Regions from separate parts of the Mus musculus genome. Here region 2 is linked to region 1. Evidence: chromatin contacts called from public HiChIP or PLAC-seq data. All regions are on one chromosome and are shown on one strand. The core of a region is the stretch at or near the end of the contact, and the rest is flanking DNA. Distances in the headings are between cores, read along the strand shown.

What was found. HiChIP or PLAC-seq counts read pairs in DNA pulled down with a chosen protein or histone mark.
Region 2: a contact with region 1 is called in an H3K27ac HiChIP or PLAC-seq map of microglia, with 4 times the contacts expected there. The contact joins the enhancer-like site here to the promoter of BC039771 in region 1. A contact is called at or near these places in 4 of 484 Hi-C or Micro-C datasets (forebrain, macrophages and nephron progenitors), 2 of 115 datasets of contacts at active chromatin or transcription factors (embryonic stem cells and microglia) and 3 of 9 other capture datasets (adipose tissue, liver and pancreatic islet).

Annotation. Positions count from the first base shown.
Region 1 is chr2:145,696,823-145,704,577 of GRCm38.p6, reverse strand. It overlaps BC039771 (cDNA sequence BC039771), which reads right to left and starts at 3,383. Exons shown (of 4, transcript NR_033220.1): 1 at 3,256-3,383.
Region 2 is chr2:145,736,444-145,744,198 of GRCm38.p6, reverse strand. It overlaps BC039771 (cDNA sequence BC039771), which reads right to left. Exons shown (of 4, transcript NR_033220.1): 3 at 6,745-6,816. Among named protein-coding and RNA genes, the nearest start is that of Gm34513, 16 kb to the right of the region's middle. Within about 2 kb of position 3,263, at least 25 of the 459 cell types and tissues checked have an H3K27ac peak or open chromatin away from gene starts, as enhancers often do. A contact at or near this core is called in macrophages and microglia, where this site is marked.

The DNA of each region.
Region 1 (7,755 bases), core at 2,134-4,633:
AGCTCACAGAGATCTGCCTGCCTCTGCCTCCTGAGTGGTGAGATTAAAGGTCTGAGCCACCATATCTAGTTCTGCCAAATTTTATTTTATTTTTTAGATTTATGTATTTTTATTTCATATAATGAGTGTCTCTCCTGGATATGTATCTGTGTGCCATATGTAGGCAGTGCCCAAGGAGGCCAGAAAAGGGTGTCAGATCCTCTGGACTTGGAGTTAAAGATGGTGGTACTAAATTGCCATGTGAATGCTAAAAATCAGACCCATAGCCCCTGCAAGAACACTGAGTACTATTGACCTCCGAGCAATCTCTCCAACCCCTCTACCAATACATTTTTAAATATATCTTGGTTTATGATTTTATTTTTTGCTCTCTTGCTATAAAACCTTCATAAAACTTTTCCCATGTTGGAACATGACGTTTGGGTTAACTTAAATCTGCATTTCTGGAACACAGCCATTCATGTTGACTCTTGAATAAACTATCTCTTATTTTCTTTGAGAATTGAATTTTGTATCAATATACTCAAGAATGGTCAGGATTTGTTGTTGTTGTTGTTGTTGTTTTTGTTTTGTTTTTTTTGGGGGGTTTTTGTTTGTTTGTTTGTTTTTTGAGACAGGGTCTCACTCACTATGTAGCTCTGGATGTCTTGGAACTCACTATGCAGACCACATTGACCTTGAACTCACAGAGATCCACCTGCCCCTGGATCCCAAGTACTGGAATTAAAGGCATTTGTCAGTACACCTGATTCTTAGGGATTTTTCAATCATTTCTAATTCCATCTTTATAAGTAAAGAAATAGAATAAGAAATTTATTTGTTTGCTCAGTTTAACCAGTACCCCAGTTGTCTCTGTTCAGACTCTATGCTGGACACTACAAGAACACAAATGGAGTTCTGTTTTAGACATGGGCCATTTCCCAGGGACATAAAAGATGGGTGCTGTTTTGGCTGGGGTATGGTGGGGAAAGGCATTTCACATAGTCAGAACAGGTTGGCTAAGAGAGGGTGTGGCTGGAAAGAAAAACAAAAGTACTGTCTGCTGCCAGTCAGCCCCAGGAACCTGGCTGGGGATTACCATGGAAAGATAAGCCAGATGGGGACTGGGCAAATGACTGCACATCTACACTGATCACTGACAATCTGATCCGGATAGGGCACTAGAGGCAGAAGAAATACTTAGGTCACGTGACAGGGGCCTGAACCTACTGACTCAACCTAGAGAATGGAAGCTATAGCCAACTGCTCCAGACCCGAGGAGAAGGGGACAGATGTGGTTTTCAGGAGGAGGTGTGAGGCAAGGGGATAATTTATTACATTTGGGGAAAGGTGAGTTGAACTTGAAAAGCCCAACATTGGTTGAAAAATTACTGGAAACAAATGGCTAATTCTGTCAGAATAAAAAATTCTCTACCCTAAAACTCATATCCTCAAATAGATAATGAAGGGAGAAAAGAAAACTATCCAACCCTTCCTAGGTCATAAGGCCTGGGATCTAGATATGAGATACAGGCACTCTGACCTACTGACCTACTGGCCTCATTAAGTCTGGAGGGACTGGTGTCAGTGTGGGCAACCATTTCGTTTTTGAATGAGCCGACTGTGGCTCCATGGAAGATCTAGACTGAGGCACCCAAGAGATGGCTGTGGAATCACAATCTATTGATAACACTGTATCCAGAAAATGGAACATTAACAATGAGGAAGCTAAAGGTCAAAAGAGTCCAGGCCACTCTCTGACATTCTGCTCAGAAATTCTGGGTGCCGCTCTTAATAAGACTGTGATAAACCTGAACCATCCAAAAGTGTACAGAAACAAAAGATGTGGCCATATTTAGAAAAACAGGTTTGATAGCTACTGAAATGGTTTGTTTCAAAAAAGAAAAAAAAAGGTTCCTTTCTCATTGAAATGGAATTATTCTTGGTCTGTAACATGAAGAGGTTTGTCTGGGACCAAGAGATTGAAATTGGAGGAGGGGCAATTTGAGACTGGAGGTGAGGAATCCTGTGCCAGCACTTAAGATGGAAGAGATTTCTTTCTCATCAAAGATAAAAGTGGAGACTGGACCTCAGCACCAGAGGATGCTACAGGCAGAATGAAGTGAATGAGAAGGACATGACGACTTAGGTCAAATGTCCCTGTCACTCTGGTGACCCCGCAGGAGAAAACAGATTGGAGCAATAGACAAAAGGTGACAAAGACATTTTCAGAGAGCAGGCCACTGAAACCCCAGGGAAGATGTCTGAAGGTACAGGTGTTGGTATGAGGAAATCAGCTAGTTGTAATTATCTAGCTTTATAGCAGGTGTTAATCACTGGTAAGGTAAAACCAACGTTGAGTGGCAAGCAGGGATCCCACCAGGACCGGGAATAGGGGTCATTTACATAATATTTCGATCAAGAAGCTGCCTTAATTATGCCTGCGTCCTTAGAACAAGAGTGAAATGGAATGTAAAAGTTACACACTAACTTATTTAGCAGAAGTAAGTTGAAGCCAAGAGGGCATTCAGACGGCGCTGAGAGAGCAAGTGAGATTATTAAAGCAATTAATGCCACAGAACCCCCTGCACTGTCCTGAGACAAGGCAAAAGGAGTCCGGAGGGCAAAGCTCTACCCATCGGAGGCTCCATCCTGTGAGGATGCCTAACTTGAAGGGGTTCCCTGGGCCTCAGAGGCAACTTGCTCAGGGAAGTGTTTCCTTGGGATTAGCACGCTGGTTGCATCTAAAGTTGGCAGCAAAACTTGCCAGCACTGCCCACATGGGTAGTTACACAGTCTGCTTTCCTAAGGGACCTTTGAGACAATTTCCTGGCAGTTATTCTTGTCTCTAATCTCAACGCTGTCCCGACTCTAGGCTCCAGACAGGTGTGCATGCCTCTGAGAAGCCCCAAGGCACAGTGGCCAGGGTTCACATCTGCTGGGTCATCATATCCATCTGCACCAAGCCACATTCTAAAGAACATACGATTAAGGACCCGCCTAGAACCAAGTTCCATTTCCCTAGCTGCTGGAAGATCTACATCTCAAAGAGGCGGGGCTTCACTAAGTTTAATGTAGATGAATTTGAAGACGAGGCGGCTGAGAAGTGGTTTGTTCCAGCAAGCTATGGAGTCAAAGATGTCCTCAACTGCAGCCTCTTGGAGAAGTGGTGGGCCCTGCATAACCAAGGGCTTCTACTATGCTCACCTATACCCTACCGAATTTTGTTCAGTAGTAAATCTCACATCCAGTCTGGAAGAAACCAATCAGTCATACCTCTGTGCAATGTACTACAGATTCCTGCATCCTTTCACCTTTGTCTCAGGCATGGACGTAGTGAATGGTTCTAACAATCTGTCCCACATCTTTTGCCAAAAGCCATGGAGAGTTAAACCTTCCCAGCTACAAAACAGAAAGACAAAAGGAAAAGGAAGTCATTTAAAAATATCTCAATTCTTCTTCAGGGGAAAGGTTAGTTTATAAGCCAAGTCAAAGAAGGACATAATTCTTCTCCAAAATCGACATGTTCTGTACTGTCAGCTTCTTCGAGAACTGTCCAAAACAAAAAACGAACATAAAAGGTTGTTAAGTAAAGCTGCTGTTTTTCTCTGGAACTCGTTTTTATTCCTTAAGGATTTATTCATCCTAATTATCCATTGTTGTGTAATAAGACCACAAGACTCGGTGGCTTAAAACAATACTCATTTCCTTATTGCCATGGTTTCTCAGGGTCTGGAATTCCAGAAGAATTTAGCAGAGCAGTTCTGGCTGAGAGTGTCGGATGAGGCCATGGCCAGATGGTAGCTGGAGTTAGAATGTGGGGTTGGGGGGTGAGAGGAGGCATGGCCTGGCAGCTGGCAAGCAGTAGGTCGCTTCTCCATGTAGCTCGGACTTTGTCATCGGCCTCTCTGGCTAAGGTTGGCTTCCTCATAGCATGGTGGCCTCGGAACAACCTAACTGCTTAGAGGATGCAGCTCACAGATGTAAGAAGAATGAACCAGGAAGCAGAAGGGACATCACTGGATCTTTTCCTTTTCAATTTATCCTCAGAAGAAATGTGGCAAAATTCCTCTTCCATCCTAGCAGGTACAAGTAGACACAAAGCCCCATAGGCTTGAGGGGCAATAGCTAAGACTTTTCATCTTGATGGGCCAGTGGCCAGGAGAACACCTAGGCTGGATGGTGGCTGCTGTTCAACTCTATTGGAAAACTACTCTCGGCCCCACAGCCCAAGGTTAACAACAACTGCAAAGTCCCACATACAAGAGGACTATAAATCCACTCTCATTTTTCCTTTCTAAGTCCATTATTATCATCACCATTTTATGTGTCTGAGTGTTTTGCCTGCATGTATGTCTGTGCAGCACTTGCATGTTGGACACTTGGGGAGGACCTTACACGCCCTGGAACTGGAATTACAGATGGTTGTGAACTGCTCCCTGGGTGCTGGGAATCAAACCTGGATCCTCTGAAAGAGAATTTAACCACAGAGTTCTCTCTGTAGCCTCCCTTGGGGGGGGGGGGGGGAAAGATTGATATTGTGTGTGTGTGTTTACACCTAAGAGATGATAACAACATTTATGATGGGAAATGCTTTGACTTTCAAACTCTATTTTCTTCAGGCTGTAGCTCTGCTTAGTACACTTCTGCTTCCTGGGTTTGCACCACATTTCTTTTCTGACCATTAGTTAGATCCGGTGCAAGCAAGGGCAGCGCCTGGGTGGCTGACTGGGTTTCCTGATTCAAGCACGCCCTCTAGTGTTAAAATGGTGTCATTTCTTTATCAGTTGGGTCTGCTCTCAGGGTCGTCTGCCCTCTGTTGGGATGCCCTTTGCTTTCTTCAGGATCCTCCATTTTATCTCTTTTGCTGACTTTCTCAACATCACAAAGTTTCCAGAGGCAAGTGTTCCTAGCACCCTCCATCTCTCCCAGAGTCCCCTTCCTCAGGATGAGACTCATCTTTGACAGTTGGTGTAGCCTGTGCTGTCTCGCCCAGCCTCTGCACACTCGTGTCCTCCACTCAATGCTCCCACAGGCTTCTGAGCCTGCCAGGTCTCACCTGGGCTCCTAGCTGGACTCAAACAGGGGATCTGAAGTTTGTAGAATTCTGTTTCTTCACAATGCTGAGGGGGGTATATAAATGATTACAATATTTGCTCTCTTTCTAGATCAAGGTGACATAGGCCATACTTCTACTCCAACTCAGAGTTTTATACGCCAAAATAATAAAAATGCCATTTAATGCACTTAAGAATATCATTACCCCAAGCCTATTTGCTCAACACTATACAAGTATTTCTTAGTTTGGCATCCTTAGGAACCTTAGGCAGGTCCCAGGGCCCTACAAGTTACCAAAACTCACATTGCCAAAACTCTTACATAAATGCTGCCCTCCATATAATCTATACATTCTCCTGTGCAACTTACACCACCTCTAGAGGATTTAGAACTGATACAATACAACACTGACACAATACAACACTGATACAATACAACACTGATACAATACAACACTGATACAATTCAACACTGATACAATACAACACTGATACAATACAACACTGATACAACACAACACTGATACAATACAACACTGATACAATACAACACTGATACAATACAACACTACATGACCAGTTACTATGCTCTGCTGCTTAGGGGAAAATCAGAACTCCATGCACATTCAATAAAGACCTCTTTTTCTTTTTAATGCATTTTTAATTATTTTATGTGCCTGGGTGTTTTGACTGCATTTATGTCTGTGCAAGACCCTCAGAAACCAAAAGAGGGTGTCAGGTCCCCTGGAACTGGAGTTACAGATGGTTGTGAACTGGCCATGCTGGTACTGGAAGTCAAACTCTGGCCCTCTGTGAGAGCAGTCAATGCTCTTAACCACTGAGCCATCTCTCTAATATCAAATATTTTCTATCCAAAGTTATTCAAATTATTAGATCCAAGTAAAACTGGCCAGTATGGAGAGTCAACTGTACAGTAATATATATATATAAGGTTCTAAATAAGTAACTTTTTATAATAACGCACATTCGTGTGTATGTGTACAGAATTGTTTAAAATCCTTTCTGACCACTAAAGCATACTGAAAGCCAAAATTCTTTAATTTCACCAGCCATTGCCAAGACAGAGAACAGTCCTGTCTCAAAAGTGGAATCCCTTGAAGGCATCTTTTTTTTTCCCCTGGAATAAAAAATCGAAGGCTAAAGGAGTTAACAGGAGTCCTACATCTGACTTTCAAACTCTCTTTGAAAAAGGAGACATTTGTAAATGTTGAACATAGCTAACTAGGGCCATATGGCTCAGACACAAGACAGCATGTCATGAGTTAACCTGGAGCCTCAGCCCCACAGCAAACAATGTGGATGAGACTGTGTCACACTGCCAGTATCTGCATTTGTCCCTGGCTCTTTCAGTGGGTCCGAAGTACCTGGCATCACCCCGCCCCGCCCTCCACCTCCAATAGCCTTCATCTTATGACTGAGGGAGATGGTCCATGAAGACCATCTCCACACTCTCCCAGTCTCAGATGAGCAGGACGTGGTTCTCATGATTCACAACCTCCTCCCCAAGACCACTTCCCTCCTATCTCACATCAACATCCCCAAGGGCTCCTGGAATCCATCCCTATGTAAACCACTTCCTACTATCCTTGTTCAGGGTTGCTTCGAGAGGGGACTTGGATGAAGACAGCTCTCATTTGGACCCTTGCCTCTAGCCTCCCAGATCCTCACTTGGACTGAAATCCCTAAGGGCAGAGGTAGCAAGATAGATGTCAAACTGGAAACCCATCCAAACTGGGCAAGAACAAGACTCAGCTTTGGATGTGAAGCCCAAAGACTTGGAGTCCCAGGGAAGGTCCTCAGAAAGTCCTGGTGGAGAGCCTCTATGAGCAATGGTCAAGATGAACAGGTCCTCGGGTGGGGTAGGGGCGGTGAGGTGAGGGGCTTTGCAGTCTGTGGGCAAAAGCTCGATAACGGCACCTTCTCTGGAAATGCATATTGAATGAATTGAAAGATGGAGGGTTTCATTTGAGAAAGACACATTATTGGAAATCCAGTTAAACACAGAAAATGTTTTTCAGGTACAACTCTAATGTCATTTGTTGTGCTCTGATGTGACAGAACAAGGGCACCAGGACAGGTGGGAGCTGCGTTCTGCAGAAGCTCGGCTGGAATGGGCCATCTTGAAAGGGAACCTGTTGTTGAACACGGATGTGCACTGGGGGCCTAAGAGCCAGGAACAGTAACAAGTCAGGGTGCCTGGAGACAACCTGTCGCATGGTCAGAGGGAAGACAGCATGGAAGGCAACCACCGAGGGGAAGAAGGCTGGATACAGACATCCTGAGGAGCTAAAGCAACGGGACAGAGGATCATCTCAGAGAGAGAAGGGTGCACTAGGTAGTAGCCCTGTCTTCAGAGCTTAGCGCCTGTCACCTGAGGATAACTGCAAAGTCCTGACAGTCAAGAGTCTGAGGTCAACAAGTACCCCATTTTCTAGTGCTACCCACTGGAGATAGAGTTTCCTGCCATTGGGACTGAGAACTCTAAAATCCCCGGGGAAAGCTAGGAACAGAAATAATCTACCTTAATATAATAAAACCACAGTAAACCCGTCCCAACATCACACTGAGTGCGGAAAGCCTTTCCTCTAAAATCAGGAATGAGAGAGCTGTCTCTGCCCTCCCCTCTTCCACTCAGCATCGTGCTTCAGGGTTTAACAAAGAGCAATAAGACAAGAGAAAGACACAAAAGCAGTGGGAA
Region 2 (7,755 bases), core at 2,014-4,513, 40 kb before region 1:
CTTGATCACCAAGCCCCGCTATCACAGCCTCTTGCTCCATGTCCTCCCTATACCTCAGACACAGGTTACCTACTAGTGGAGGGCACACCTTCCCTGCAAATGACATCTTTCCTTGAGGTGACACTCTTTACTTTGGGGCATGGGCTTTGAATGAGTGAGGCCTTTGAAACATGAGATCTTTTGTAGGTTTGTCAGCAGCACCATTCAAGTTAAAAGCAAGGCTTCTGAAGGGACGCAGGCGGGAGGCTCCAGCTTGCTTTTTAGCAGCTTTTAGTAGTATCCAGAAATTATAGACCCCTTTAAAGCCTCAGTTGCCTGCTTTGGAAAATGGGAGCTAACAGGGGCTAGAGCTGAGGTGTATCTCAGTGGTCAAACACTTGCCTACTATGTGTCCCCAAGCCTGCAGCAAACTGTCAGGCAACTACAGGCACTGAAAAAAAAAAAGTGGGGAGAGGGTGTGATTGTAACACTTTATCCACAAGGTGGTCTAGTAGCTTCTACTGCATGAGGTGTGTGAAGCCCTGCAGCTCCCACCCACATGATGAACTTAGGTTATCAGTGCTATGATCACTACTCCCCAAGACCCGTGGATGCGGATGCCATCTGCCTGATTCACACCACCTGAACACTGTCTTAGAGGTGTCAGCTTCTTAGGAAATTAGATGGAGCTGGAGCGGAGCCAAGCCAGAGGTCAGTGTTCCAGCTCAACTCTGCGACCTCGTGCCTCTGTTTCCTCATCTAGAAACGGAAGACAGACAGTAAGAGCGAGACTCAGGACAGCAGCCTTTCATCTGGGTCCTCCGGGGTCATGGGCATCACATTAAGTGTGTAAAACTTTCACTCCGGGAAATGCCAGAAGAGTGGAATGGGGAGGGCAGCTGGGGCAGCTGGGAAAGCCATTAGGCTGGGATTCGGATCCTGATGATTCATCCTATTTTTGGTGCATTTCAAAAAAAAAAAAAAAAAAAAAAAAGAAAGAAAAAAGGCACATGTCTATACTTTACCCTAAGTGCTTTACCATGTGCATATTTAACTAGAATCCAATTACTTTTTCAGGTTAAAAAATTATGTAAAAATTTACACCAAGTTTTTAAATGACTGAAGCCATTTCCAAGCAGCAGACACCAGACATTACCTGGCGGGGAGCAATTGGCAGCTGCACATTCTTGGCGTGGGACGTGGCATGTGGGCATCTGCCTATGTGGTTGCTACAGATGCTGAGTATAATAGGATGGGGCTCCAGGAAGCAGACTCAGGCAGAGGTTAGACTGCAGGGGGCTTATTATGGGACAACTGAAGAAACCAGCCATCTCATGGCCCCATATGAAGTCATGGAGGTTGGCTTTGACTAAAAAAACTAAGGGGTTTCACCAAAATGGTTCTTAAACATACAAATTTCATCCTTTGTCCTCATCCTTTTAATATGTATTTCCTGAAGGCCGAGTCCTATCATTTGCGCATGCCCAGAATCCTGTGAGCACACCCCTACATCTAAGGTCTTAAGGGGTAACTCCTAAACTTCTAATCTAGAGTGCTACATAAGACACTAGAACCCTTGTTTCCTGGCTTCTTATTGCTGGGGTGTGGTCGCATTATCTGGGCTCTGATGAAACAGATGGGCCCATGCAAAGCTTTGCTGGAAACCGGACCCCATATCTGGGATAAGAACAAGCATCCATGTGGTAGTCAGGGACCAAGGTCGAACTAGTGTGGCACTGAGCAACAGCTAAAGACGTGATCCCGACAGCATCTTCCTGCTCTTGGACTGTAAGTTGGGCAATTCTGCTATGTTGTTGTGAGAGCCACTTAGGATGCTCAGTTCATGGTCCATCCATGATTCTGAGAGTCCTATTCTTTGGTACCATTCTTTACCTAAACCAGCTGGAGCAATTCCTCTGCATGCATACAAACCTTGCTAATATACAGACTTTCAGTCACTTTGTAAGTCACAGTGCCTTCTCATCAAACACAAGGCAGATATTCCTCAACTTACAATAGGGTTTAGTCCAATAAGCCTATTGCAAGCTGAAAATATCACATTGAAAAATGTGTCAAACATATCTAAACTACAAAACACAACAGAGCCCGGCCTGCCTTCAGGGTGCTTGAGACACTGAAAGCCAGCAGCCTGCAGAAGAACAATTAACAGTCCTGGATTGTGTATTGGTAGCCTAGGAAAAGATCAAATTTCAAAATCTAAAGTATTGTTTCTACTGAAATTCTATCACTTTTATTCTATAGCAAAGTGAAAAAATTAAAAAAAAAATCACTGTAAGTCAGGGGTGATTGGTCTTCTCTGGAAGCCCGGCATGCTAAGTAGGTTGGTCACTCTAATATGGGTTACTCCTCTGCAATCTAGAACTCTAGGACTCCAGGGACTTCCCTTTTACCAGGAGGTACAATTTCCTCAGTGAGGCTATTAAAGAGGGTTCATCATGAGTGCGCCCAGGATATATATAATTTGGGCTAGGGTTTGGGGAAGGGCTTTATCTCATCATGTTAACAAATTCCTCTTGTTTGTTAAGTACACCTACTTAAGTTTCCCATAGCCATTTGCTTACTTTATTCTTCCATGCATGTCCATCATAGGTACCCACCAGGAAGACACCAATATATTCCTCAAGAAGCAGATCAATCATGGCCTCTGTGAACTTCTTATTGACGGGTGGCCATTTCAGGAGCCTCTCAGCACACATAGGCGTTCCCTTCCTCCATGTAGGTGTCCTCCCGTTATGACCCCAGCTAATCTGTGATTCTGATGAGGTACACATCTGGAATCAATACCCCAAAGTGATATTCCCAGGCTTTACCCTCCTTCTACCTACAATATCTGCTAGGGCTTCACACCAGATAAGCCTACCAAGGTGCCAATTAGCAAAGGGAATCTGAGATACCAAGGCAGGTTAAGAGAGTGTAGGGTTGAAGTAAGGCAAGCGTGGCTCTAGGGATGGTAGAATAAATGAGCCACTCAACAGCTCCTCACAGAAGTCAGTGAGGTTGAAAGGGAATGCGAACTTAGTTGAAGGATAGCCTGGGCAACTTCATTATGCCCCTATCTCCAAATCCAAAGGTGAAAAAAACAGGCCGGGGCTGTAGTTTGGCAGTAGGCCCTAGGTTGAAGTTCTTGTACTGCAAGAGAAAAATTACATGACGTGCTGTCATTGTCAATAGAGGAAGTATGTGATTCACCCTGCTGTGTAAGTCAGTCTCAAAGACAGAAGACACAAGTGGAAGTGGGATACAACTGTCCCTACATGTTCCCATGGAACTGATATAATTAAAAAGTACATATGACACACCCTTGACCTAACTCACGCACGGAAAGACCCAATCCTCAGTTGACGGAGGAATGAGAGAAGTTCTATTCTTGACTGATTTCCAATGAACAAGGAGGAACCTGAGGCAGAAGCAGAAGTGATGGGCCCTGTGAGGGCAGATTCTCACTCATCTATGTGCTGCTGATATTTAGGGGTGAGAAGCCTGGTCAGGCTGCAAACTCTGTCTATACAAGCCAAGATTTCAAGAACCCTGAAAGACCTGGAGTCTATCAAAGTGTCCCTTCTGACAGGAAGAATGGAAAGTTATTGCTAATAGGGTCTGGATTCCACCTGCACAGGGTAGTAAATTACTGAGGGACACAGCACTCAGCTATTGTGTCTGCAGAGACATCACAATGAACTCACAGGATGAAAGGCCAGTAAGGATTCCAGAGGCACCAGTAGACTCCAACCAGTTCAGTGGATCAGATGGATAATTTCTAGAAAAGAAACACCCAGAAAAGGGGAATCTTATCTAATTAAAACCAAACCAAAACCATAAACAAAAACAAAAACCAAGGCTCAGTAAAAGTAAAGGGATTTTTGTAAATATGCTTTTGGCCCATGGTAACATCAACAGAAGCAGCAGGAAAAGCAAATCAAAACACTTTGCTCATTAGAGTGTCTAATTTACGTAAGAGGATCAAATAAATATGGTAAGACTGGAAAGGAAGCCAGCTTTACTACGTAGGCTGAATTCTAAGGTCACTGGGGCAGTTGCAAGGGAGAAGCTGGACACTCCTTAGGCATTTCCGTAGCCTTTCTGGAGCGGTCAGAAGCCATGTTTGATATTAAAAAAGAAATCACATAAGCACTGTTTGTGATTGTCTCTAAGCGCTTGAAATAATTGAATTGGTGCTGGACAACAATGGGGCAGATGCTGGACTCTCAACCCAGGCTGAGGTAGGGGAATTGTGAGCTCAAGGTCAGCTTGGGTCACACAGTGAATCCCAGGCAAGTCAGCATTATTGAGAGATCCTATCTCAAAGAGAACCTCAAATAAACCCTGTGTCACAGAGAGCCAGATCTAAGTTTTAGGGAGCCTGACAATCCATTTTAGAGATCTGGTGTGAGAAAGAACCTAAAATCACCTATGTGACACAGTCACCTGCCTCAGGAAGGGAACCAAGAAGAAAAGAACCTGGATGCCATGTAAGTCTATACCCACCTCATCCATCTTGGCCATAATATTAGACAAACATGTTAGTAATGCAATCCACAAATAACAACTATACCTGACTCATCCTGAGAGATGTTCATGGTAAAGTAAGTCTGATGCGCTGGGTACATTTAAGCCCTAAGTTGGTAAGCCTAAACTCATCTCATGCTCAGCCAATGGGAAATGAGATTCTCCTTGATGAGGGTCTTAGAAACTCGAGTCTCTGCGGCAAGCTTAGTTTTCCAGGAAGGAAAGGGAGATGTCAACTGGGGACAGACCCAGTTACAGCCTAACATGGGTCCAACTTTTAAAGCATTATCACTAACTCAGCCAGTGCTCTGCAGCAGCCGTCAGAGCAGGGGTTCTCAACCTTCCTAATGCTGCCACCCTTTAGCACAGTTCCTCATGTTGTGGTAATTCCCAACCATAACATTATTCTTGTTGCTACTACTCTGTAACTGTAATTTTGCTACTATTTTGAATCATAATTTAGACATCGGTATTTCCTGATGGTTGTAGGTGACCCTTGTGAAAGGGTCGTTTGACTCCCAAAGGGCTTATGACCTTCAGTTTGAGAACAGCTGCCTTAGAGGGAGTGCAGAGATGCGCAAAGTAGGTCTCACCTCCATGCACCCACTTTCACTCAGAGGGGGTCAAATCACTCCCTAGGGTGAAACACAACCCTGACTCAGCCTTCAAATCTCAGTGTGCAGACATTTTGGTCTTCATCATGTTCATCACCTGTGAGCCCCAATGACAGGCAGATTCTTATTGTTTCTGTTGGATGAGAGCTAAAACAGAGAATCTTTGTCCCAGGAAATGATTGTGACTTAGAACAGCCATTCAGTGCCTCAGACTCCTCATTGAGAAAACGAATATTCAGCCTGTAGAACTGTTTTTAGAAGCATGATCTACTATATTGCTAGGCTAACATAAAAGTATGTAGGGCTGGAGAGTTGGCTCGGTGGTTAAGAGCAGAGGACAGAAATTCAGTTCCCAGCACCCACACCAGGTCGCTCACAATCTGTAATTCTAGCTCTAGACCTGAGCCTCTGTAGGCCCCTGAACTCCTGTACACATACTTACACATAATAAAAAGGTATTTGCTGGGCGTGGTAGCACACACCTTTAATCCCAGCACTTTGGAGGCAGAGGCAGGTGAATTTCTGGGTTCAAGGCCAGCCTGGTCTACAGAGTGAGTTCCAGGACAGCCAGGGCTACATAGAGAAACCCTGTCCCTAAATAAATAAATAAATAAATTTAAAAAAAGGTATTCCTTTTGGTATAGCATTGGAAATGTAAATGAGCTAAATACCTAATAAAAAATGGAAAAAAAAAAAAAAAAACCAAGACGTGGTTCTATACTTTCAGAACTTAATGTGTCAAGGTTTCGAGTTGGTGGTGTTTATCTCTTTGATTTTGAGATCTTACTACATGGCCCAGACTGGCCTAAAACTCAAAGGTCCTCCCCCTGAGCTCCTGAAGAGATGGGGCTCTACATGTGTGACATCATGCTTACTTTAATATCTACATAAATTTACTACATAAATTTAGCACACATTAAAAATCACGAATCAACACAACTAAGCCTCTGAAATTAATGCAATCACAGTATAAATTTATGGGTGATAATCCATGCCAACTGAGCTAAAAAGAAAAAAAAAAAAAAAAAGGTATTCATGCGGGTCTCTCAACAACTGGAGCAGGAAGTATCCCTGAATCTGTTGCCTGCCTGTAGATCTCATTCTCCTAACTGGGCTGCCTTGTCTAGCCTCAGGGGGAGAGAATGAGGCTAGTACTGAAGTGACTTGATGTGCTGAGGGTGGGGGTATGGATGTTGGGATAGAGGGAATGGAGGTGGGTAGTTTGTGGGGGAGAGAGGAGGGTGGAATAGGGGGAGGATCTGTGAGAGGGGGACTGGGGGGAAAGGGGGCTGATATTGGGATGTAAAGTAAATAAATAAATTAAAAAAATAAAAAATAAGTCCAAAACCCCAAAACAATAATAAAAGGCAAATCTAAAAAAGTCTGTTATCATCAGCTTCTTTTACGTAGTCCACTGCAGGGGGGTGGGGGGGTGAAATAATGGTAGCACATTAAATGCATACAAGTTCCTTGCAGGCTAAATTATAGTGTAAAATGTGAACTCTAACGTGCATGCTAAAGTGAGCAGGAAAGAGTGACCACAAATAACTAAAATGTGGCTGTGCCCATCCAAATCGATGTCTTGGTGCTTTACCATCGGGATTTACAAATGTGTAGGGCTTACCAGTGTGAGTCAGCAGGCTCCTGCTGCACTGTTGAGTAAGTCTCTCAGGGTCAGTGAAGAGGCCCCGCAGAGCTGTAAAACAGGATCAAGTTGTCACTGCTCTGGCTTTTGCATTCCTTAGTTCTGTAGCTCTCCAGATGAACATGGGATCTTTCATCAGTTCCATTGTATAGTTCCTGGGAACTCTCGCCATTTGGGGGATTCATTTACAAACATAACAAAATCTCATTTATAGGCTTTGAGAACCCACTGAAGAATGGTCAAATCTTTACAGGTCTCACTCCAAGCGTTAATAAGCCCGTCAACTTCTGCCACAACAACCCAACAGCGTTCCCAGTCTACCATGTCTTCAGGAAGCTCAGACCACTGAGCCACCTACAAAGAAAATATGCATGGGTCTATCCTAAGGGTGGATAGCCCGGAGAATGATTTCACAGGCTTGAAGATTTGGGAGACCATAACCCTACCTCACCTGTAAACATCCTTTAAGATTCTGCAGGAGAGAAATAAGCCAGGTCTAGTCCTTGTGGAGTGAATCCTTAGAAATTTACATTGCTGCTGCATTCATTTTGAAGATAAGCTTGGTTTTCCTCTACCAGAAGCAGGGCTCTGTCACCTTCAACACAAACTCTAGCCATTTACCTCCTTCTAGTTCCTCAATGTGGTTGATCCAGACATCTGCCTTCTATAAACCACCATCTGGAGACCACTTCCCTATGGGACAGTAAGATGCAACCCACTCGGTTCTTCTGACATTCTCCTCTATGGGTTTGCAGAGAGGCCAGAATGACAGTCTCTAAATCTCTGTGTGACCTCTTGGAATTCCTGTCTTCTTGCTCTGAACTCATTTATTGAAGCTGTCTCAGAAATGCTAGGCTAACACCCTGAAGACACTAGTCATCTCCCTCTCCCCCTCCCCCTCCCTCTCCCTCCCCCTCTCCCTCTCCCTCCCCCTCATGCATACATACTTACTACACTATGATATCCAGGTATGTAGCCTCCAGGCATAGT